2 separate regions of the Mus musculus genome follow, and region 2 is linked to region 1. A link is a contact called in public HiChIP or PLAC-seq data. All regions are on one chromosome and are shown on one strand. The core of a region is the stretch at or near the end of the contact, and the rest is flanking DNA. Distances in the headings are between cores, read along the strand shown.

The links. HiChIP or PLAC-seq counts read pairs in DNA pulled down with a chosen protein or histone mark.
Region 2: a contact with region 1 is called in an HNF4G HiChIP or PLAC-seq map of pancreatic cancer cells. The contact joins two enhancer-like sites. A contact is called at or near these places in 1 of 39 promoter capture datasets (the 3T3-L1 cell line), 1 of 15 datasets of contacts at CTCF or cohesin (pro-B cells) and 2 of 115 datasets of contacts at active chromatin or transcription factors (large pre-B cells and pancreatic cancer cells).

Annotation. Positions count from the first base shown.
Region 1 is chr12:109,440,127-109,442,926 of GRCm38.p6, forward strand. No RefSeq gene overlaps it. Among named protein-coding and RNA genes, the nearest start is that of Dlk1, 12 kb to the right of the region's middle. Within about 2 kb of position 1,470, at least 68 of the 459 cell types and tissues checked have an H3K27ac peak or open chromatin away from gene starts, as enhancers often do. A contact at or near this core is called in pancreatic cancer cells, where this site is marked.
Region 2 is chr12:110,040,078-110,042,877 of GRCm38.p6, forward strand. No RefSeq gene overlaps it. Among named protein-coding and RNA genes, the nearest start is that of Gm40574, 17 kb to the left of the region's middle. Within about 2 kb of position 1,459, at least 37 of the 459 cell types and tissues checked have an H3K27ac peak or open chromatin away from gene starts, as enhancers often do. A contact at or near this core is called in pancreatic cancer cells, where this site is marked.

The sequences.
Region 1 (2,800 bases), core at 220-2,719:
AAGTGGGGGTTGGGGGCTGAGAGACCTGGGGGGGAGGGGAGACAGGCAGATGTGGAACCTGGGAACACGGCCAAGGCTTTGTTCCGGACAGTCTTCTCTATCATAAGCAGAACTAAGGAGCAGACAGGAGCAGAGAAGCTCCGAGATAATTTGGGGCTCCAGGGTACCCACAAGCAACCCACTAGCCAATCATGGTCAGGACATCCCAAGCAGGTGGCCTGGCTGCCCCCACCCTTGAGAGAGGCTCTGTCACCCTGAGGCTCAATGGCTACATTCCATGGTTGTAATAAGGACAATTTGGGCAGGTAGTGGTAACATACTCCCTTGTCCTTCTGTTTCAGGCTCTCCCTGTGGCCCACCCTCCCCCAACCCTTTCGAGGGGCTATGGGCATATAGTGCCTTAGCCTCCTCTTTCAGAGATCCATGGAATGAATATGTGACAACTGTTCAATCAAAGTCCTCGAAACTGAGTACTGGGGTGCCTGACTACAAATGGGAAGTCAAGTGGCTATGGAGTCCTTGGAGTGGGAGGCAGACAGTTGTGGCACCCTTCAGATCACATGGAAAGGGTGACCACCTCCTTCAGTTTCTCGGCAACCCAATCCTGCCTGAGGAAGAGCAGTATTTAAACACCCACTGTTGCTCTCTGGGCCAATCTGTAGCTTTACTCTAGGAACCTCCCCAGTGAAAGAGAGAGTCTCATTTTCCCTAAGGAACAGCCAGGATTGTGTCTGTAGCCTTGGCAGGATAAGGACAGGGAGGTGACAGATCCTGTCTAGACCTGGCCATGATGGTAGAAGATCTGTCAATAAAGAGTTGTGCCCCCCCCACACACACTCTTCTTAGATGAGGGGAGAATAGAGGCATTGCTTCTTCTCATAGTCAGCCCAGACAGGAGGATAGGGATGGATAGACAAACAGACTGTCTGCCCAAGGTCCTTGGTGAAGGAAGCATTGGGGAAGAACAAGGGTCTTATGGGACTAGGAGATGGAAGGCATGAGCAAGCAGGTGGTATTTAGGGGCATAGGTAGAGACAGGACAGTCCCTGCAAGATCCCCAATGTGTGGCAGAGCCAAGTACATATGGAGGGGACCCTCTGGAGGGCATGCAGCGGGGTCTGGGATGAAGTTGGGCTACAGAAAAGCATAGAAGTCTCTAATACAGCTGCCAGGGGCCACGAAGTTCCTGGCTCCCTGGCCCTGCCACCCATCTGTCCCAACTCTGCAACTTCAGTGGCCACAGGAAGCACAGGCCTTCCCTGGCCTCAGAACCAGTCATGAGGTTTTTTTTCCTCAGAGTAGTGTTGTAGTTGAATCCCTTAACTGTCGGTTACTGCTCCCCACACAGACAGTTTATTAAAAACTGGGCCAAGTTAAAAATACTGGCATCGAGGAAGTACAGGCACCCCAAACTACCAGAAAGCCGCAGCTCCTCCCAGGGGAATCCCTGCCCACGGCCTGTGTGTAGCCCAGCTGGCAGGCAACCTGCCAGCTCCACGGAAGGGGACAGAACAGCCCCTCCCAGCTGCTCCAGCTCTGTTCTGCCTGAACTGAACACCAGCCTGGGACCAGGCCCGGCACCCCTGGGTGCTAAAGAGGTCTGGACTGGGGCCAGATGGAACCCCTCCCCACCTTGAAGTGAAGGCAGGGTTAAACACATTCACATACCCACCCGCCACCCATTTCTTAGCACTGAGATCCACTCCAGGGATAAGGAACAGGACTCTGTAGAGAAGTCCCTAGAAGGGGGTCCTGTCTGGCATGGGAGGGACTGAGGGGTAGCTACCAGATGAGACTCTCTGGTAGCCCCAAAAAGACCCCTTTGATGGTCACAACAAGAGAGATATACCTTTCCTGTAGAGTGAGTATTCTCCCTAGCTCTCCGCCCACACATTACACACTAAATCAACAAATGCTCTCTGGGCCCCAACGGTGTGTCCAGGATACAGATGAGAACCGGGCACCAGCTAGATCTTTCAGAGGCTCTGGATACTTCCCAGTGCGCAAAGTGGCTCACTAGCCTCCGAGGCAGAGCGTGACAAACGCCAGGTTCTGTGTAAATAAAATCAATGCGAAACCACTTTGAAAGTTAAAAGCACAATTAACGCCCAAGTGTGCCTACTACAAGGCCAGTGGCAGAGAGTATCCAACAGGCTGGGCTCCGCAGCATGGCTGTTCTCTTTGCCAGTGGCACCAGAGGACAGATGGAAGGGGCTCACGGTACATTGACTCACTGCCCGTGTCGTTCCCCCCCACCCCCAGCCCCTCCTCACCCCTGCAAATGCTGCAGACTCAATTAAAGAGCTCGTGGAAGTGTCGGTTCAAATCCTAGTCTCCCTAACTCGCCAGAAACTCTCAGAGGAGCAGGCTGCATTTGCCTCATTCAATTAATCATGTAGGTGCTGGATCATCACCTGCAGCCTCTTCAGCCCACAAACACCCTTGGGTCCCTCTTACAGTTAAGTGAAGGCCTAGGCTCCCACGCACGCACTCACTTAGACATTAAACTGTGCATAGTCTCTGCATCCTGGAGCCCTTGGCTACCTGTCTCCATCTTTTGCTTTTTTCCCTGTGGCCACAGTTGGTCCTCTCCTTTTCTGCATCTCCCTACAGTCCCAATCACACAGCGTCTATGTTTTCATTTTCTTAATCGATGTCCCTACGACATTGGGGACCTACGAGGAGTGCCTCCTTCACTCTCTCTGGGTGTCTGGAGTCCCGTTGGGTTTTTTTGGTTTGTTTGTTTGTTTGTTTGTTTGTTTGTTTTTTCATGAAAAGGATTGAAGAAGGGTGCTTAGGG
Region 2 (2,800 bases), core at 209-2,708, 600 kb after region 1:
TCTGGCACACTCTCAAGAGCCTGAGTTCAACCCCTGGAACCCACATTAAGAACTCAGATGCTGTGATGTGCACCTGTCATTCCAGCACTCCTATGGTAAGACAGGAGGTGGAGGTAGAATCCTCTGGAAGCTCTCGGGCCAGCTAGCCTAGAATAGTCAGCATGGTAGTAGAAACCAGAAAGCCCCTGCCTCAACAAGGTGAAGGCAAGAACAGATTCCCCAAAGTTGTCTTCAGACATCCATACTCTCACCGTGATACAGGTGCAATTAGTGCACACACACACACACACACACACACACACACACATACACACACACACACACACACACACACAGACTAATAATAACAACAATAATAGTAAATTTTACAAAAACAAATGACCTTATTTCTTGATAAGAAGAAAATTAAAACACAATTTTTATATATAGGGTAAAATCTCAGACATTGGCCAAGATGCTGGCCTCAGCCTAGAGTTTAGGTGGGAGCCCGTGGTACCTCGAGCTGGCTCATCTGAAGCTGAATAATCTCTGGTGTTTGTGTTCCCCCCCCCCAAGATGCTCTCTGGCACGGTTGCTCACAGACACCCCACAGGACTCACAGGCCAGAACATTCACGGGATCACAGGAAGGACCCAAGCTTGGAACCGTTAACTGCTCATGTTCAGTAGACCCGCTCAGCCACATTCCCAGCACACAGCAGACTGCAGCATCGTCGCAGTGAGAACAATTGTAAATCAGCATGCAGGAATGTGGGAAGACCTCCCACGTGTGGGTGTTAGAACAGGAGAGGCAAGACAGGAGCGTGGGCCCGTGGTGAAATTCCACGGGTGGGAAGCTCGTGCACACCAGGTCTGCGTTGAAGAGGAGCTTGTGGCTTACCTTGGCGGGAAGTTGGGGGGCAAGGGGGAGCACAGGAAGCCTGCAGAGTGTCAGTCTCAACGAGGGCTGGGTAAAGGGTCAATGGGCATTCAGGAAGCCACACAAACCCATGAACGTTCTGCGAGGACCTTCTATTTCAAAACAGAGATGAAAGGAAGGCAGAACTCTTCTGGAAGAAAATAGCTTATGTCCACGGGCAGAGTGATGTCACTCTGTACCCTATCTGCCTGTCCTATAAACGGAGCTTATCCACATCTCATTTCAGGCCTGTAGTCTGTAAAGATCTGATGAGATAGGAGGACAGGACACAAGATTAAACTCTTGCTAGGGAAGAAAGAAAGAGAAAATGGGGGAAAGAGAGAGAGAGAGAATGAGAATACAGGGACAGAGGGAGGGAGGGAGGGAGGGAGGGAGGGAGGGAGGGAGGGAGGGAGGGAGGGAGGGAGGGAGGACAGGTGGAGCTATCCCATCTTACCCTGCCCTCAAGTATCAAACAGCCCTTGGCACACAGTGACTCAGGGCACTCATGGTCTGCCACTAAACCCTACATGTGGTTTCCTGTCCAAAGCTTCCTTGCCACAAGACAAAGGCCACAGTCCTGGTCATCTTATACTGGGTGGCTAAGGCAGCGTGTCACTAAGGCTGGCTGTGGACTCGGAGAGTTTGTTAGGGAACTAGCTGAGAAACACCTAACTCATGTGCCTGTCTGCAGTGCTGACGCACAGTGCCATTCCCAGGGTGGCACAGGGCCACTGCAGAGTCCTACTGCAAGCCAGGCAATCACCTTCTCAGTGAGACTGGAAAGTCACTCCATTCTCTCTGCAGACAGGACAGGACTCAAGACACTAAGGCTGTGGCCAGAGCTCTCTGCCTTTGCTCTGTATCTCTTTCTCCACTGTCTATTGGCTTTTAGGACTCAAGTGAGGATGGTGGAGAGTCTTCTATTCTAGGAGGAGGGATAAGGGAAGAGAAAATGTCCCTACACTCAGAGCTGTCTGAGGAGTGTGTCACCTATTCCAGGAACGTGTGGCATACTCCAGGAATGTGTCACCTTTGGGTTTGGCAGTGCATTGCTGAACTTGATGAGATGCGGGGGGTGGGGTGGGGCTTTGACTGCCAGGAACCTAGAAAGACCTGGGTGACAGAGGCGTGGGTATGGCCATGGCTGTGACAGCTTTTCCTGAGGATTGAGGAGAGATACCCACCCTGACTGTGGGGACCCAGAGATAAAAGAGGGAAAAGCCAGGTCTGACATGCTGTTTCCTCCATGATGGACTGATCCCTCTGAGGCTGCCATGCAAAGCAATACGTCCTTACTCAAGTTGTTCCGACAGACACCCTGTCACAGTGGGGAAAAGCTAATGATCACGGCGATCAAACCACAGAGGGGATGGGGGCACTGGCTTCAGAGGTCAATTCACCCGGCAAGAGACCACATCAGAGGTCACATTAGCAGCTGTTATTGTGGTGTTGGAATGATAATCCCGTATGTAGAGCGTATCTGACATTACCCCTAGAAGCTGATCACAGGTTCAGTGCACCCCACTGGAGATGCAGTTCACCAGTGCAGGCACTCTTGGCATGTCATAGTACCTTGTCCAACCTGACATGCTCTGTCAAAGTAAAACAAACAAAAAAACAAAAAACAAAAACAAAAAAAACCCTTACATTCTGAATTCTCCAAATTTCACACCATAAACCATTGGAGATGGAGACCAATATCTTTCCATATGGTGTATACATTTACACAGACATGCATACATGCATGTATACATATATTGCTAGAATATGTATACTGAGTTACATACCTACACACACACATACACATTCAAATCAAGGGCCTACACACACACACACACACACACACACACACACACACACACACACACACACACACCCTTTCCAGGGAGCTGCTGCTTAA